2 separate regions of the Mus musculus genome follow, and region 2 is linked to region 1. Evidence: chromatin contacts called from public HiCAR-type data. All regions are on one chromosome and are shown on one strand. Each heading gives the region's core, a stretch centred on a gene start, on an enhancer-like site or on the middle of the called end of the contact. The rest is flanking DNA. Distances are from core to core; before and after follow the strand shown. Region 1 holds the start of Sgtb (small glutamine-rich tetratricopeptide repeat (TPR)-containing, beta). Region 2 holds the start of Lrrc70 (leucine rich repeat containing 70).

Region 1 (3,837 bases), core at 689-3,188:
ACAGTATACTCATATAAATAAAATAAATAAAGCTTAAAAAAATTCTTCTCTTTCTACCTATATATGAATGTGAAGTAAGGTTTTCCTTCTTAAATCAAAATAAAATGGAGAAACAGCTTAAATGTACAGGTATGTGTAGTAATCAAGCCATTTTGTATTAAGTCACTCCAGCATCCACTGACAAGATAAATGGAAAAATACGCATATATTTATTACTACTTGATAAACATTAATCTTTATGAATGTCCCAGTTTTTTTTTTAAAGATTTATTTATTTATTATTATATGTAAGTACACTGTAGCTGTCCTCAGACACTCCAGAAGAGGGAGTCAGATCTCGTTAAGGATGGTTGTGAGCCACCATGTGGTTGCTGGGATTTGAACTCTGGACCTTCGGAAGAGCAGTCGGGTGCTCTTACCCACTGAGCCATCTCTCCAGCCCGAATGTCCCAGTTTTAATTGTATATGGTTAACTATCGGTAGATATAATCGACAACAACAAAATTAATGTTCCTAGGTTTTCAGCAATTTTTAAAGGTAAAGGGGTCTTAATATTAAAAAGTTAGAAAAGAGAGCTAGCAGCGTTATAATGGAAATTTATTCTCTCTTCTTGCTTTCCATTAAATGGAAAAAAGAACTTCATTTGACAGCTTTACCACTTCCAGCCTGGAGACCAGAAAACAACAAACCTTGCTCAAATAATGGTCACAGTCATCAGGTGAACTCTGAAGAATCACTATTGTCCCCTGGGTGCACAAGGGCTAAGGAACACAGTGATCCACGCAGATGAGTGGCAAAGCACAATAGAAAATGACGAAAAGCAGAAATGCTGATGGTTGAAATAGTTGTGTGCACATCTACAAACCCCACAAAGTTCTTTTTTCCCCGTTGAACTTTCACATGAAATTTCAGTGTAAGGCAGATTTGGCAATGGGAGGTGGTGGCGGCTTTGTTCCCGAAAACCCGGCATATCCGTGCAAAGAATTTAATTCTCTCACCATTTTGCTACTGGTCTGTTGCAGAGGGGTGTGGTTAGAGCGCTAGGAAGCAATTCAAACCGTGTCCAAGCAACAATTCTGGACCAAGTCAATTTGCCAGGTTAAGAGATCGAATGTTTTAAGGAAGGAGGGATATAAAAATGAAGTTAGAAAGCAAGGACGGAAATAAGTATGAAAACCAAAGCGGTCTCGGGTGTATATTAAACGCCTGGACCGCTAACAAGTGCATGAGGTGCGTACGAAAATGCTTGCTTTCTGGAGTCCACAGCTGCGGCACTCTCTGTATCAGGTCCGCAGGTCTGAAGGGCGCGTCGGTCTATCCTTCCGTATTTATTTTGGGTTGGGTCTGTGAACCCAACAATTCTCACAGACTGCGGCTGAAGCAATCCCAAACAAAGGGGAAAGGACGGCCTCCTGGGGGAAGCGGCAAGGGAAAGGTGGCCCCAGGTTGCTGCACCAGGTGTCCCTACAGAGTCCATCAAGCAGGCAGAGGGAAAGAACAGTCCCAGAGGCATCCTGGGTGGGTGTAGTAGGGCTGCACCAGGCCCCACGGCTGTCGTCGACAGACGACCCCACCCTTGCCCACGGTCAAGGTTAACCCGCCCACTAGAGTACCTGTGGAGGCCTCGCAGAGCCGAAAGGCACAGGGTGATCATGGGCAGGCCGGGAGGCCGGCAGCAGCTGGCGCGTGGTCCTCCGGCTTGGTAGGTGCAGGAGGCGGGCGGTGGAGTCTGCGAGCCCGGAAGCCGAGAGCGGGCAGAGCGGAGCAGACCAGATCTCGAGACTGAGGCCGCTAGCCAGCGCCCTCCCACGTGCTGCAGGCCCACGCCTACGCCGTGGCCCCGCCCCTAGCCCCGCCCCGCATCCGGCTCCGTCCCCGCCCCGAGTCCATCGCCCCGCCCCTCTCTCTGCCCCGCCTCCACCCCACCCCTCCGTGCCCTGCTCCGCCCCTGGGGCGGATCCAGCAAGCACTGTCGTCCGAGAGCCTTGCGAGCAGCCGGGTGGGCTGAGGGGGCGGCGGCGGCGGCAGCATTGGAGCGGGGGAAGTTTGGGAGCCGTGGCCCCCTCTGCGATCCAGAACACCGCTCAAGCCCCGAGGACCGCGGGGACAGGCGGACCCGCTTCCCGACGCCCCCGGGCCCGCAGCCGTCATCTCGTGTCCTCTCGTGGTAAGGGGCTTCTCTCTGGAAAGGGTGCGTCTCCCGCAGCCCCAGATGGAGGCCTGCACCGCGCACCCCCTGCAAACACTGTCTGGGCTGAGGCAAAGCCGGGGTACAACGGGGAGGGAACCATGGGGGTGGGAGGTGGATGTGATTGGAGATGTAGGAGGGGAAGCTTGGAGGAGGTTGGACAGCTCTCCCCACCCCCATTCTGTTTCCCTCTTCTGCCCCGGGTCCTTAGTCAGAGAGTGAAATAACCTCTCTGGCCTAGGGAGTAGATTCGCCTTTAAAAGAAGTACAAAGCTAATAAACATCCTAGAAGCGGGTACCACACCCTGGCTGTGAATTAGGGATCCCGGGGAGCAGATTGCTGATACGATTTAGTGGAAATAAGCCATTAATGCCACCTGGCCCTGCGCCACTGTTTGGATGCATAGTATTCCATGTGAATGAACGCGGCCAGGAGCTTCCAGCTTGTCCACGAGAGCACAGCTACTGCAGGCAGGGGCAGATCGGTTTGTACTATCTATCGGGTTAGACGGTGATTTCTGACCAGTGTACTGATTAAATAGAAACGCCGGGTTTTAACAATAACACTCAATGGTTGAATAACCTTTCCACAGAGCCTTGTCGTCAGCAAGTGACTCTTAACCTACAAAAGTAGTAGAGTATAAATGATTAATACATTAAAAAAAATCTCTTGGAATAAAGGAAGATGCTCTCACTATGGCTCACATTCTGAGTCAGCAGTACGAGATCTCCCTCAACTTAGAAGCGAGGCCTTTCAAGGGTGATTCTCCATATGTCTGCACTCCTATACTTTCTTGTATCTGTATCATATATGCTGTTAAGACACGGTGAGCTCTAGGCGTTGCTACACATGTTTTGAAAATCTGTCTTTGTTATTTTTATTTTTTTACTGATGCAAGCTTTAACATAGTTGAATAGTGCTGGGTCTGAATGAGCATGTGGAATACATGACTATAACCACTTGTGCTTTCTGGACCCTTTAAAGAGAGAAAAGTAATCAAGGTAATGAATATTTTTGCTTTTATTGCTTTGAACTTGGTGGATGACCCTTGTTATTTTCTTCTTCTTTTTTAATCAAGGAGATATTTAAGCGTCTAAAATGTCATCTGTGAAGCCCCTAGTTTATGCAGTTATTCGTTTCTTGCGGGAACAAAGTCAGATGGATGCATATACTTCTGATGAACAAGAAAGTTTGGAAGGTAGGCACCTATTGTTTGTGTCCTAATTTTGTAAAGAAATACTAAAATAGCTACAATCCAAAGCTTATGGTTTTTAATAACAAAATCAGAATATTTTGTTGAGAGGCTTAACTAGATATGTTATTTCCATTTTTTGAGGTTTGTTTTAACTAATAGGAAATAGGACTATTTGTCTACTGAAAAATTACTGTCAGAAGTATGTCATTCATATTTTAGGGAAGTTTTTCATCATGGGAACATTATCCCCAATGAACAGACTAGGAAATTAGATTGTTTAAGCAGCAGAACGGCTACCATGTAACAAAGCTGATGTTTACATTCAAATCTATACTTCAAAGATTTCCCCCTATTTTCCTAATAGCAAAGAATCTCATTCTGAACATACGAAAATACCTTAGTCATGGCAATAGCACCGTGTTAAAAACAAAACAACTCAGTAATTAATTAGTA
Region 2 (3,598 bases), core at 596-3,095, 2.7 Mb after region 1:
AGGTCTACTGGCCGGGGAAGCTCGGGCCGGTTCCCAGACGCGACTGCTCTCCGCCACAGGGCTTTCCAACGGGTTCCCACTTGTGCTTACTTTATGCCAGGCCATCATTAGTGCAGTGGTCGTGTGATGAATAGAAGAGATTTTACAGCCCAAGTTCTGGATATATTGGTCCAAGGTAAAGGCAATTTGTAATGTTAGTCCATTTAATATAACATAATGTTCTGCCACACATAGATATGGGATTCTGATAACAGATGTTTACAGCAAGGGCTGACGAGGCTAGCCACTCTTGAAGACCCAAAAGTTTGTATTCTCAAAATTGGAATTTGCCTGAAGAGGAGTCAATGAAGACAATGGCTTAGGGACCCTTGGATGTAATTCTGTAAGATTATTAAATGACAGATTAAGGATCTTCAAGATGCTCCCAGAGGTTCAAATGTATTATTATCTATGTTAAGATGCTTGTTTCTAATTTACAATAAATTGCTTAACAAGCTAAATGTATCAGGTTTACAATTTCTAAAATAACTCTCAGTTAAAGTCAAATGTTTAAGGTTGTTAATTTTACTAAACCCAATCCTAGTGACATTTATGATCTTTACACGCTTCAGGAGGGAATAATTTACATTAATAGCTCACTGATAAATGCAAAAGGCTGTCATGATTCAAAAAGGTAACTTAAAGACAGTCTCAAGATTTGTAACAACATTTAATGTTACTTTTGTTAAGATATTACTTTCTAGATACAAAAAATGAAGAGAGATAAGACATTGAAAGTCTGAGATCTATGTCCTTAAATTTTTATTGTTCAATAAAAAGAATCTGGGAACAGAACAAGTATACCAACTATGTCTAGGACAGTGGTGAGTTCTCGGTAAGTGTAGACTTTTACACACCACCAATCAATGTCCTTAGAACAAAAGACACCCAGTTAGACCACAAATATAAACTATGAACATCTCATCACCCCTTAGGCGCTAAGCAATTTATACAACTGTTTAAAGATAGAAAATACAAATGGCTTAACTGAACAAAGCCTTTAAGATATTCATACGTGATAGTTACCCAAATAGAATTCTGGAAAAGAATTAAATAATCCAATTTCACTAACATGAAACATTATTCCCAAATCCAGAAAAACTGGACCTTTAGGAAAATTCTAAGGAATGTGAAAGGACTGGGGTAGTCTGTCTTCCATTTAGAGTTGGTAAGAATACAAATAACAATAATGATATTAAAAACAAACAAACGAACAAAAAAAAGAGCAGGTAGCAACCAGAAATAAACACAGGCAAGGAAGAGAAAATAAAAATCCACATGTAACCCAACCTAACTTCTTTTTCCACATCAGAACTGACTCCAAAGACAAAATTTTAAATTGTCAGAAAGGTCTTAAAACAAAAGTATCAAAATACTGAAACTTCAATAGTCCATTTAAAGTAGGATAAGCCAAAACCGCGTGTTAACACATATTATGGGTGACAGTATGAACTGCTAACACAGCTATGAAATCAATTCTTTAGCAAAGATAATTCAAACTCAACAAACTAAAATATGTTTGCTAAGATAAACTTTTAGAACCGACTCTGACACACATAACAAATGACGTGAGGATAACGATTTTTGGATACATGCCCCATAACCTATATGAAGCCTAACATCAAATAATAACTTAGGAAAATACGAACAGAAAAAGCAGGCTGTACTTTTCCACCAGGTTCTTTCGGCTAAACAACTGTACTTAAATAATCTTACCAAGGATACGGGACTCGTATCATCACGTGGCTTTAAGGCTTTGTTTTAACTCTGCAGAGCTCCGTTCTTTAACTCAGTTCCTCTGGGCACTGCTGACCGCCAGCACTCCACCGTTTTTTGAATTTTAAAGCCATGGCTATGCAGGAAACGCCACTCTTCACACTGGTTCCTCTACAGCCAATGTGTAAAACAGGGGTTGCCATGGATACAGGAAACTGAGAGACAGGAAGCAAGTTTATCTGTGCTTCAAAAGTATTGTTGAAAGGAAGTCTCAGGAAAGTATTTTTTTTTTCAGAACGCACTCAGTTTTCCTAATATATACACCTAAGTAATTCCTATAACTTGAAAGAGGATTTTAAAGCCAAATGTCTGAAAACTTGAGGTATTCAAAAATCTAAATAAGAAGTCTCTAGTTATCAACAACACATATTGTCTCTGTGTTTGTGTGTGCGTGCATGCCTGCACGCGTGCGTGAAGGTCAGAATTGACACCAGTGTCCCCCTCTGTTACCCTATAACTTGCTTGTTAAGCTAGGTTCTCACAATCTGAGCTCACAGACAGTTTCTCAGACAGTTGCTACTCCCCAGAGTTAGGACCACAGCTGGATTTTGAAGGTAGGTGTTGAGGATCGGAAGCCAAGTACATTACTGACAGACATTCCCCTGCTCAATATCACAGTCACTAAATCAAAAGCACACTGAAATAGGAGTATATAAAATAAAGTGATCTTTATAAAAACATTTGAGACAGAGTCTCATTATGTAATCATGGCCAGCCTGGAACCCTCTATACATAAAAGCCAGGTTTGCCTTGAACTCATAAGAGACCTGCCTGACTCTGCCTCCTGAGTCTGTAATTAAAGGCATGTACTACCACACCAAGAATTTTTAAGCGCATTGTCCTATTTATTTTCAAATACTTACTGAAGACTTATTGATTTTTAAAAGAACATAAAGTTAGTAAATAATTTAGGATGAACAAAATATTAACACAATATTCTAATATTTTGAATTTTTAAAAATATTTTTTGTTTAGAAAATACTGATTACTATCAATTAATTGAGGAAATTAAGGCCATGCCCTGGGTTGGAAAGTAACATAAACTCCCTTACCAAATTATTAACAGAGTTTATCCCTGGATAAAAAGTTAGGGAGAAGAGACTGGGGAGATGACTGGGTAGGTAAGATGCTTACTATGCAAGCATCAACACTTGAGCTCAGACCACCAGCACCCATGTCAAAAAAGCTGATGTGGTTCCATATACTCAGACCCCAGCATTGGGACGGCAGAGACAGGAGGGGATCCCGAGGTCTGCTGGACAGCATCCTACCTAAATCAGCAAGAGACTCTATCTTGAAAAAAAAGATGAACTCTGGTTTTCAAACACATGTGCAAATGTACACCACACACACACACCAATGTGTTTACATATGACACATGAGGGGGGGGAGGGAGGGAGGGGGGAGGGAGGGAATGAGTTGCGGAAGAGTAAAAGTAGATGTTCCTGAATTACTTTTTACTCTATATGAATGTCTGAATTAATTTGAATACTTTGGCATGAAAAGTAATCTGAATATAACGTAATTTTTTATTTAAATAAAGATTTAGGAGCCAGGCAGCCCGCTCAGAAGGTAAAGCTCTTGGCATACAAGCCTGGTGACCTGAGTTGGACCCCAGCACCATATAAGGAAGCCAGATCCAGTGGCACGCACCTCATGCATCTCATCCTCCTATTCTGAGTCAGAGGTGAGAGCAAGAGAGCTGTCTACAAGCTTTCAAGCCAGGCAGCTTAGAGTATACAGCGTGGCAGAAAAAAAGAGAGACCCTGTCTCCACAAGGTGA

What was found. HiCAR-type assays count read pairs that join an accessible place to other places.
Region 2: a contact with region 1 is called in a HiCAR-type map of astrocytes, with 4 times the contacts expected there. The contact joins the promoter of Lrrc70 here to the promoter of Sgtb in region 1. A contact is called at or near these places in 4 of 39 promoter capture datasets (hippocampal neurons, liver, pre-B cells and 1 more) and 1 of 115 datasets of contacts at active chromatin or transcription factors (astrocytes).

The regions. Positions count from the first base shown.
Region 1 is chr13:104,107,803-104,111,639 of GRCm38.p6, forward strand. Sgtb (small glutamine-rich tetratricopeptide repeat (TPR)-containing, beta) reads left to right here and starts at 1,939. Exons shown (of 11, transcript NM_144838.2): 1 at 1,939-2,167; 2 at 3,268-3,387. The coding sequence starts at 3,288. Nln (neurolysin (metallopeptidase M3 family)) reads right to left here and starts at 1,812. Exons shown (of 13, transcript NM_029447.2): 1 at 1,614-1,812. The coding sequence starts at 1,654.
Region 2 is chr13:106,834,457-106,838,054 of GRCm38.p6, forward strand. Lrrc70 (leucine rich repeat containing 70) reads right to left here and starts at 1,846. Exons shown (of 2, transcript NM_001378597.1): 1 at 1,756-1,846; 2 at 1-380. The coding sequence starts at 108. The region is part of intron 27 of Ipo11 (importin 11); the gene reads right to left. Ipo11-lrrc70 (Ipo11-lrrc70 readthrough) reads right to left here and starts at 1,846. Exons shown (of 4, transcript NR_165805.1): 1 at 1,756-1,846.